Linked DNA regions of Sus scrofa: all the other regions are linked to region 1. A link is a contact called in public Hi-C and HiChIP or PLAC-seq data. All regions are on one chromosome and are shown on one strand. The core of a region is the stretch at or near the end of the contact, and the rest is flanking DNA. Distances in the headings are between cores, read along the strand shown. Region 1 overlaps BACH2 (transcription regulator protein BACH2). Region 2 overlaps BACH2 (transcription regulator protein BACH2). Region 3 overlaps BACH2 (transcription regulator protein BACH2).

Region 1 (2,903 bases), core at 55-2,554:
GGTGTGTAGTAAATAAGGATGAGAGGAAGGACTGGAATGGAATCATTGCGAGCCAGAGATTCGAATGCCAGCAAAGATGATCTCATTGGATTCTAGTTCTGAAGCACATTTTTTTAGCCACACCTAACTTCTATTCATATAGTTGTTTTTCTTTATGTGAAAATTCTTGGGAGTCCCAGCTAAGGGACCCATCTCCTCCCAGTGCCAAGGATGCCACAATTTCCCTGGGGAAGGATAGCGATCTTAACACAGCGGTCATTCACCTCTGTGCATCCGTATAAATGAGCCAGGGGACTGACCTCCACCAGCCACCCAAGGAGTTCACATTGAGAGAACAAAGGGCAGTTGCTCTGCTGAGCCTTCCCCAGGACCCTCCTGCCATTCACTTTTCAGTACAGCTTATTCATCAAATGGGGCTGTTTATAAGTGTTTTATAAAAATCCTTTCAGTACCAGATTCCCTTTCTTCTGACCACTCGCACAAACATACCTGAAAATTTTTGCTTATTTTTTTTTTGCATTGTCAATATGTGTCTCCCCCTTCCCCCTTTTCAAGTTGCAAGTTAATGTTTTTATGTTTATTTTGCATTTTATTTTAAAGCTAACCCAACCTGGGCAGTAAATTTAGGTCAGAGCGGCCCTGGCCCCAGCCGATGGCAAATGACCTGGGATCAGGGCCCGGGAGGCCTCCTCTGGCTAGCTGCTGCAGAGTTCGCTCGCTAGGCTTCAGTTTCACCTCTGTAATTATGAGCGAGAAGCCTAGAGTTAATTACAATGCATGAATGGGAGATATTCCTGGACTTATTTGCATTCATTACTTGCTGGTAGTTCCTCTGTTGAGGTCTCCATCCTTGTTTTTACAGAGCTTTTGGCAGTGTTTCTGCAGTTGGTGTGTGAATTTTTATGATCTGTTGCATGTTATTCATGCAATTTCCTGCCCTGTAATGGTATCAGTTTTCCAGACGCAGAGGAATACAGACTAAAACCCAGGAGCCTGCATTAGCATAAAATGTCCCAGTTCTGTCAGTTTGATTAATTTGTCTCTTTGTCTCCACTCTATATGATAAGTGCTATTAATGGTTGCAACACTTCATATGTCAAAGTCTTTCTTCCTAATGACTTGAAAATGCGGTTTATTTCCCCCCTTTTTGTATTATTTTTCTCATTTAGCATTCCACTCAAGTATAGATTTATGCCATGCTCTTTCATTATCTTACTGGTTGCAGCACTGGAGTGATTACATATGGTGTAGAGTATGCGTAAAGATGTGATCCCAGGGGCAGCAGCTGCTGATGCAAGCTGAAAATAGATCCAGCGTACGCTCAGCACTTTTCCCAGAGGCCTTTTATTTATTAGTAGCAGTCTCGGTACAGGACAGCTTGGATCCTCATTTAGCAAGATGACTTTTTGCCTTTCCCAACACTGCAATGACTTTGCTCTATTTACTGACACTGCTGTGTAATTTTTTTTAAACTGCCTTGTATCTCTGCCATGACTTAACCTAACATAAATTGTAATATAATCTCGATATATAATGAACTCAAGAAACGACAGGCTCCATTTGAAGTAATGGAGCTTGACAGATCTAAGGTTTAAATTAAATAATCCTATTTGTAAGACAGCATTTGTACATGGTACACTGCTTTAAAATGAATTTCTATTCTTCTCTAGCGCTTCCTACACCGTTTTTAGTATTCTCCCTTTCAAAAGGACTTTTTTCCAGGAAGAAAGGCATTGCCAAGCCAATGGCTCTTTCATAAGGAAAGAATAAGATGAAATTTTTTTTTACCCATTTCAATCACTGAACTGGAACCAGCATCATTAATGATTCGAGATGGGTAGTTATTAATCCAAGCTGGCAAATTCAAATAGCTCAGACTTTTCTATCAGCACAGAACATCTGTGATAGAAATATAAGAGCGGAATTTAGGATTAAGCTAATAGCCAACCTTCTGCACATGTTTTAGGTTCAAATAGGTATTTTTCAATAAATTTGAAGAGTCCTAATAATGAATAGATGTATGTATTTTCTGAATAAATCCAGGAAGAATTCTTATTTTGTAATGTCATTCTTCTCATTGAGAGATGTACTTTAGACAAGATAAGGAGGAAATGCACGGTACATTTTAGCAGACAACATCAAGCTCGTTCTTCTCTGCTATGTAATAAAAATTTCCAAATTGCAAAAATAAAAAAGAACATTTTAAAAGTTTATAGACAGATGACAATTTGAGAGTATTACTTATTGGCAGGAGCTAGTCAGGAAGCCTTAGGAAAAATGAATTTCTAGCTAGAGAGAAGATCTCCTCCTGACGACAGTGAATGAGGGAGGCAATTTAGTAATTTGCTTTTTGCTGTTTTGTGTGTGATTTTACCTGCCCCGGAACCAAGCAGGCATCAGAGAAGAGGGTGGTAATTCCCTCCTTAAATATGTCAGTGCCCTGAAATAGTCCTGTGGGCTCTTCTGTTAAGTAACAGCGATTTTATTAATTCCACGATTAAATGAAAGTTACATGGGATAAACACATACTTCCTGTTGGCTTGGCTTAAAAATTAAAACAGTGATTCATGACAAAGAAATACAGCACAATTGTTTCTTTTTGGCGGGTCTGTGACCCATAAGGTTGTTGAAAGGGCAGTAATTCAAACCATTCCTGAAAGAGGCAAACCAAGGGGCACGTCAGCTGAGTAAGAGAAGCCCCCCTTTTCCTGCCCTTGTGCACAATTGCAGGACAAAAGCGTCAGACCAAGCATTCCATCAGCTGTGATCACTGAGGTTCATCTGGTTTTCAAGTTTATTTGGGAGTTTAGACTGCTGAGAGCCTTGTTGCTGTAATGTGGGCAGCAGCCCATGCCCTGCCTTAAAGATGCCCTCGGTTGGACTAGACGGTAGCCAAACAGGAG
Region 2 (3,070 bases), core at 138-2,637, 160 kb before region 1:
AAAAGATGGGGTAGGCGGAGATGATACAAAGAAGTAGGAAATATAGCCTTCTAGAAGCCGTGATAAATTCAGTTGAAGAGATAGGAAATTAACAAATTTGCATTTGGATAGCAATAAAAGCAATCATTACTATAAAAAAAGTCATGAGGAGGTACACTGTGTATCACCAAGTGAGTGACCTGGATCAGGGCTGCGCTTCTCCCGGAGTGGCCACACCTGTCTTCCTGGAAGACACAAGCCTTGCCTGGGCCTTGGTGGGTAGCCAGATAGAAGGGGACATTTGGGTGAGAAAAAGATTATGTACAAAGGCATGGATGTAAGCAGGGGCGAGGGGATAGCCCAGAGCAGACAAGAAAACTAGGATTGGAAGGGTTAGGTTGATGACCGAGTCATTGAAGGCCATGGATACAAGCTGAGTTTAAAGCTGACCCTTGTGAGCCCTGCAAGACCATAATGATTTGGTGGTGGTGTCCCTGACAGATGGGTGGGGGCAGAAGCCAGAGGCTTGAGACCAGCCGTGAAGTTCTTGTGATGGTGGAACCATGAGTGGAGGAACTGGAAGCGGGATGGGGTGAGGGGACCTTGCACAAAAATGGTGACAATGGAAGTAGAAAGATGGAGGTAAACTCTAGGCACTTATCAAAGGGAGGTATCTATCAGTGGGACTTTGGTGAACACCAAATATGAATATTTTTGTCTTTTTTTTTTTTTTGGTATTTTCTAGGGCCGCACTGACGGCAAATGAAGGTTCCCAGGCTAGGGGTCCAACCGGAGCTGGTGCTGGAGCTGCTGGTCTATCCAGAGCCACAGCAATGCAGGATCCCAGCCACGTCTGTGACCTACACCACAGCTCATGGCAACGCCAGATCCTTAACCCACTGAGAGAGGCCAGGGGTTGAACCTGCAACCTCATGGTTCCTGGTCCGATTCGTTAACCACAGAGCCATGACAGGAACTCCCCAAATATGAATATTGGTGTAATCAGGATGGAACGAGAGAGAGAGAGAAATCAGAGAAGACACGGGGGCTCTAAGTCTGAAAGGTGAGATGTGTGGCTGGTAGGCAATGCAGGCTTGTTCTGATGCTTCCATGAGATTTGCTGAAAACCGCATAGGGGCTTTGGCCAGCTCTGCTGCAAGAAGACCAAGTCAGGTTGCCCTAACAGTAGATGTACCTGTTCACCCACTAACTCATAGCCACCAGAGAGAAGTGTAGTTAACCCTCTTTCCTGGGTGAGGTGTCTAGGATTTAGATCACTTCCTCTCTGAACCACAAATCACTCTATCATATCCATTTTTGCGACTCAGCCATAGTAGCATGTTTTCATTTACTTTTGAATAGCCAACAGTGTGCCCAGTTGTCATCACCCCTGGGTGTAGCCGTGTCCATCATCAGCAAGGGTAATGTCCCTTCTTGACCTCCTGGCGTGAAAGTAATGCCAATGAGAGGCTGTCTCTGAAGCTCTGTTTCTCTTTAATTTAGGAAAGCAGTCCCTTTTGTTGGCTGGCATTATAATAATGAGCTTCATTTTTTCGTTGTGAGTGAAGGCCACTTGCTCTCTAAGTGGACTTGGCAGTCTCTTGTGGGTGGCAGCTGGCCCACTGACCTCATCATTTGGATTCCCTGTTCTTGTAACAGAACCAACACCACAAAAGTGAAATGCTGTATTTTCCACAGAGTCACGCTACATGTGATTGTTTGTTTACGATGACATAATGCTTTAAACGTTAGTTCATCTCTCCCCAAAATGGCCACAAATGTGATGGTTTGAAGGGTGAGCTCATGACTAGAAAAAGGCTGGAGACTCTCCATAAGAAAGAGTTAGATGAATAACCGCAGACTGTCCTTCTGGAGCTCACCTATCTCTTCAAAAGTATTTGCTGAGATTCAGGCCATTAGAAGCAGCAGGTTTAGTATCCTGACGGCTGCCCCTGGGTCTCAGCAGGTTGGTGTCTTTGAACTACTTTGGGAGAAGCTCCTGCATTTTGGAATTGTTACAAAATGAGGAGTCAACTGCACAAAGGTGACCCTTTCTTTTGAACCCAGTCTGCAGTGTACAAAGGCGTACGTGTAATCGCCATAAGAAAACCATGCCTCCTACTCATCCAGCTGACATGCAGGTCTCCAGGCAGGCTGTGAGTGTGGAAACGATCACCTACTCTGAGTTCATTGAACATTCACGTCTGTCATCCATGCATCACAGAATCCATCATCATGTGTAGGCTTGTAGGGTCAAACTTTGTTGTTGCCGGTAAATGCCAGTATAATCAGCCCCCTTGTCCCCAGTGATCATCCTGAGAACTTTCTCCTGGATTTTGTCAGGTCGGGCTATTTGGTACCTACATGAAGGTCAGTCTTCTGCTCGAAGAAACAACCCTTCCTATCCAAAGACTGAATTAACAGTAATAATAACATCTAGCAGTTTAGGCTTCGGAAACCACTTTTCATGTATATTATCTTACTCCAGGCTCACAAAGAACTCTATGAAGCAGGAAGTATCAGATTAACTCTAGAGATAAGAAAACTAAAGTTCAGAGGTTTTTCCCAGGTCATAAATCCAGCCAATAGGAGGGCAAGAATTCAACCAGGTCTGTCTGCATTCAAAGTCCATGTTCTTACTCCTCTGTATTCACATGAGAAGAGCCTGTTGTGTCTGGGGTATGGCCTCTCAGTGTCCCACCATAATAAACCAGGGTGCTGGCTTGAGCTGGCTGTTCACAGTAGGTGGTTTCCATTGGGATGAAACCATTGGAGGTGGTAGAGGGGTGCTAGTTCCTGACTCAGTTGCTCTCAGTTCCAGCTCCCCCATCTTTGTTAGCTGATGTAGCCTTAAGCAAGTTACCTAACCTCTTTGAGCCTCAGTTTCCACCTCGGGAAATGGGAATCACAGAAGCACATGCTCTTGAGGTTGTAGAGTACAGGCAAACCTCAGAGATATTGTGGGTTCAGTGCCAGCCCACTACAACAAAGGGAATGGTGGAATGAAACAAGTCACATAGTTGTTTTGGTTTCCCAGTGCATATAAGATATGTTTATACTGTAGCCTGTTTTTTTTTGGTTTTGTTTTGTT
Region 3 (2,716 bases), core at 179-2,678, 250 kb before region 1:
ATGTGTTAAAGGGTAGGCTGTGTTGAGGAAAGGGCATATTTTGAACCAGGTACAGAATGTTAGAAATGGAAGCATTTCAAAATATGCACCATGATTATTTTCATCAGGATACCTTTGGGCAGTTCTGCGTTTTAGGCCCTCGCATGCAGCTGTTTTTTAAACTTCCCCAGAATGTAGGTCAACATCACCACGGTTCCTCATATTTTGTTGGTATTTTGAAAGTTGAAACATTCTGCCATTTTTTTTCCCAGACCGAGATCTGCTCAGGTTACATGTGTGGTTATGGTGATCATGCAAGTGAGCTCATGAATTCCTTCCGTCAGTAGTCACCTCTGAATTATGACAGTAAGCACGCAGATCACACCTTAACCTGGAGTGAACACAGCACTCACGACGGTGCTGACGAACCGTCTAAAATTGAAACTGCTCCACTGTTTTCTAGGCAGCTTCAGTGATCCGACTGCAAGGTTACAACACAGTTTTCATTTATTTCGCTTCAAAAGAGAACTGATACATTTTTGTGGTGGTGATTTGTGCACATTTGGACAGCGTGATATCAACACTATTGTCATATGATGAAGAATGGTCATTATTTTAAATCTACCATCGTCCTCCAGTGTCCCCTCTCCATCGGGATTTCTCAGCTTCAGCACTGTTGACATTTTAGAGCAGACAGTTCTTATTGTGGAAGCTGTTTTGTGCCTGGTAGGATGTTTAGCAAGATCCTATCCCCTACCTGCTAGATGCTATTCTCCCCCAGTTGTAACAATCAAGAATGTCTACATTCATGGCAGGTGTCTCCTGGTGGGGGGCAGCGAGCAGAGGTGAGATCACCCCCCACTCTGTTCTTATTTTGGTTTGGAAGTTCACCCTCTACGTCCTGAACACTTTCCCTCCTGCCATTTATTCTAAAAATGGAAACCCCGAGTTAGATCAAGTTTTCCAAGGCTCAAGCAAGGCTACTTTCGGAGAAAAAAAAAAAAAGTTCCCACCAGATGACCTGGAGTTGGGTTACACAGGACAGCCTCTCTCTTGGGCTTCCGGCCTTAGCAGGTGGAACTCTTCAAGGCTGCGCTTTCCCAGGGCTGTTCCAGAAGAAATGGCCCCCACTGACTGCGTCTGGGGGTGCTGACATAAGAAGAAAGGGAACTTGTCTTTAGAGACCTGAGCAGAGTCCTGGGCCCCCAGTTCAGTGGCTCCCTCCAGGCTCACCGCCTTCCTCTGCAGCCCCAGAAAGAGGGTAAGAGGCACGACCACAGTTCTTTCTTTGGATCGAAGCAGACATCCTCCCATCCCAGTGGCTGTGGTCTCCGAAGCTGGAACTCTCGTTAAGCCAGGAATGTGGAGCTCTCCACAGGCTAAGGCAGGCATAAATTTCCTCTGTTTGTTTTGTGAGGACTAGTGTCGACTGCTGTAATGAGATCAGAGGATCCCCTGGGACGAGGCCTCCAGGTCAGCGGCTGGAAGGGTTTTCTGGGGCTGTTCTCTTGGCTGCTGTTGGAGAGGGCGGCCCCTCTCCACACCACAGTTGTCGTGTGGGGAGGTGGCTGTGTTCTGGTTTCATGCCTTGTCTCTCTGCCTCTCCCTTGCTACCAAAACGTCATCGGGAGGTCGTCCAGTTCCAAATCACTGCCAGGGTAACATAAGGCACCTTCCTGAACCCGGGATAGACTTAGCTAGAAAGGGCAGGCAGGTGACTCCTTCCTTGGGGTAAGTGTCTGCACTGCCCGTGCTGGCTGGGGATGCTTTCTTAATGCCTGGCCTGACCCTTCAGTGCACCCTCACCCAGCATCACTCCACTACGAGGAAGAGTTGAGGCATGAGTCACAATAAGACAGCCTGTGCTACAAAGAACATGTTTCTGGCTCCAGCCTGAGTTACAGCCAAATGGCCATAGAGGGGACCACTGAATATGGCAGAATTGAGTTTAGCACACCTCAAACTGGAACTTCTGGCAGAATGGTATACTGAGCTGGTGCCACCTGGGCCCTTGGTAACCCCCAGCCCCACTCCACCCCCCTCCAACCCCCCTCCCCAAATTCTTAGGTGTGTTGGCCAGAATAGCAAATCATAAGTGCATTGTGAGCTCAGAGGCAGGAAAGAAAAATTCCCAGGTGCCAGAAAACTTTGATGCCACAAACTCAGCCGTGGGCTTTGGGGGCTGTGGTGTTTATGCTCTCACAGGAACTGTAGGCCAAACACAGCAAGGTGAATCCCCAGGGTCTGTGTGCAGCTGTGAGTGTGAGTGTTTGGGGCACAGGGCCGGGTGTTCTGTTGTTTGAATAGCTGTGGGGTCCCTAGTTACACTACCTGTGAGATGTGGAAACTTCAGTTATTTTGACGTAGATGCTAAACTGATGCAAGAGCGTGGAAAGCCCCCAGGCCCTAGTAGAAGCAAACATTAGGGCACAGGGCCCCCTCATAAAGAGCAAGCCACACGGTGGAGAAGCTAGTGTTGGAAAACGCAGAATTCAAGCCTCAGGAAAACAGAGGTCAACATGAATCCCAGAGATTGCTTTTGGCAGGGGCCCATCATGCCAAATGAAAGCTGTCTTCTGAGGCCTTTTTTTTTTTTTTTTTTTTTTTTTTGCTTTTCAAGGCCACGCCTGCAGCATATGGAGGTTCCTGGGCTAGGGGTTGAATAGGAGTTGTAGCTACTGGCCTGCACCACAGCCACAGCAACACAGGTTCCGAGCCACATCGGTAGCCTACGCTG

What was found. Hi-C and Micro-C count contacts between places; a contact is called where the count stands out from the background. HiChIP or PLAC-seq counts read pairs in DNA pulled down with a chosen protein or histone mark.
Region 2: a contact with region 1 is called in an H3K27ac HiChIP or PLAC-seq map of skeletal muscle. The contact joins two enhancer-like sites. A contact is called at or near these places in 1 of 47 Hi-C or Micro-C datasets (embryonic fibroblasts) and 1 of 2 datasets of contacts at active chromatin or transcription factors (skeletal muscle).
Region 3: a Hi-C map of skeletal muscle shows a contact between it and region 1, with 6 times the contacts expected there. The contact joins two enhancer-like sites. A contact is called at or near these places in 8 of 47 Hi-C or Micro-C datasets (embryonic fibroblasts, heart right ventricle, psoas muscle and 2 more) and 1 of 2 datasets of contacts at active chromatin or transcription factors (skeletal muscle).

Annotation. Positions count from the first base shown.
Region 1 is chr1:57,951,857-57,954,759 of Sscrofa11.1, reverse strand. The region is part of intron 3 of BACH2 (transcription regulator protein BACH2); the gene reads left to right. Among named protein-coding and RNA genes, the nearest start is that of GJA10, 74 kb to the right of the region's middle. Within about 2 kb of position 1,304, at least 15 of the 83 cell types and tissues checked have an H3K27ac peak or open chromatin away from gene starts, as enhancers often do. A contact at or near this core is called in skeletal muscle and subcutaneous adipose tissue, where this site is marked.
Region 2 is chr1:58,112,173-58,115,242 of Sscrofa11.1, reverse strand. The region is part of intron 2 of BACH2 (transcription regulator protein BACH2); the gene reads left to right. Among named protein-coding and RNA genes, the nearest start is that of BACH2, 170 kb to the left of the region's middle. Within about 2 kb of position 1,387, at least 11 of the 83 cell types and tissues checked have an H3K27ac peak or open chromatin away from gene starts, as enhancers often do. A contact at or near this core is called in skeletal muscle, where this site is marked.
Region 3 is chr1:58,200,008-58,202,723 of Sscrofa11.1, reverse strand. All of the region lies in intron 1 of BACH2 (transcription regulator protein BACH2), which reads left to right. Among named protein-coding and RNA genes, the nearest start is that of BACH2, 80 kb to the left of the region's middle. Within about 2 kb of position 1,428, at least 39 of the 83 cell types and tissues checked have an H3K27ac peak or open chromatin away from gene starts, as enhancers often do. A contact at or near this core is called in skeletal muscle and subcutaneous adipose tissue, where this site is marked.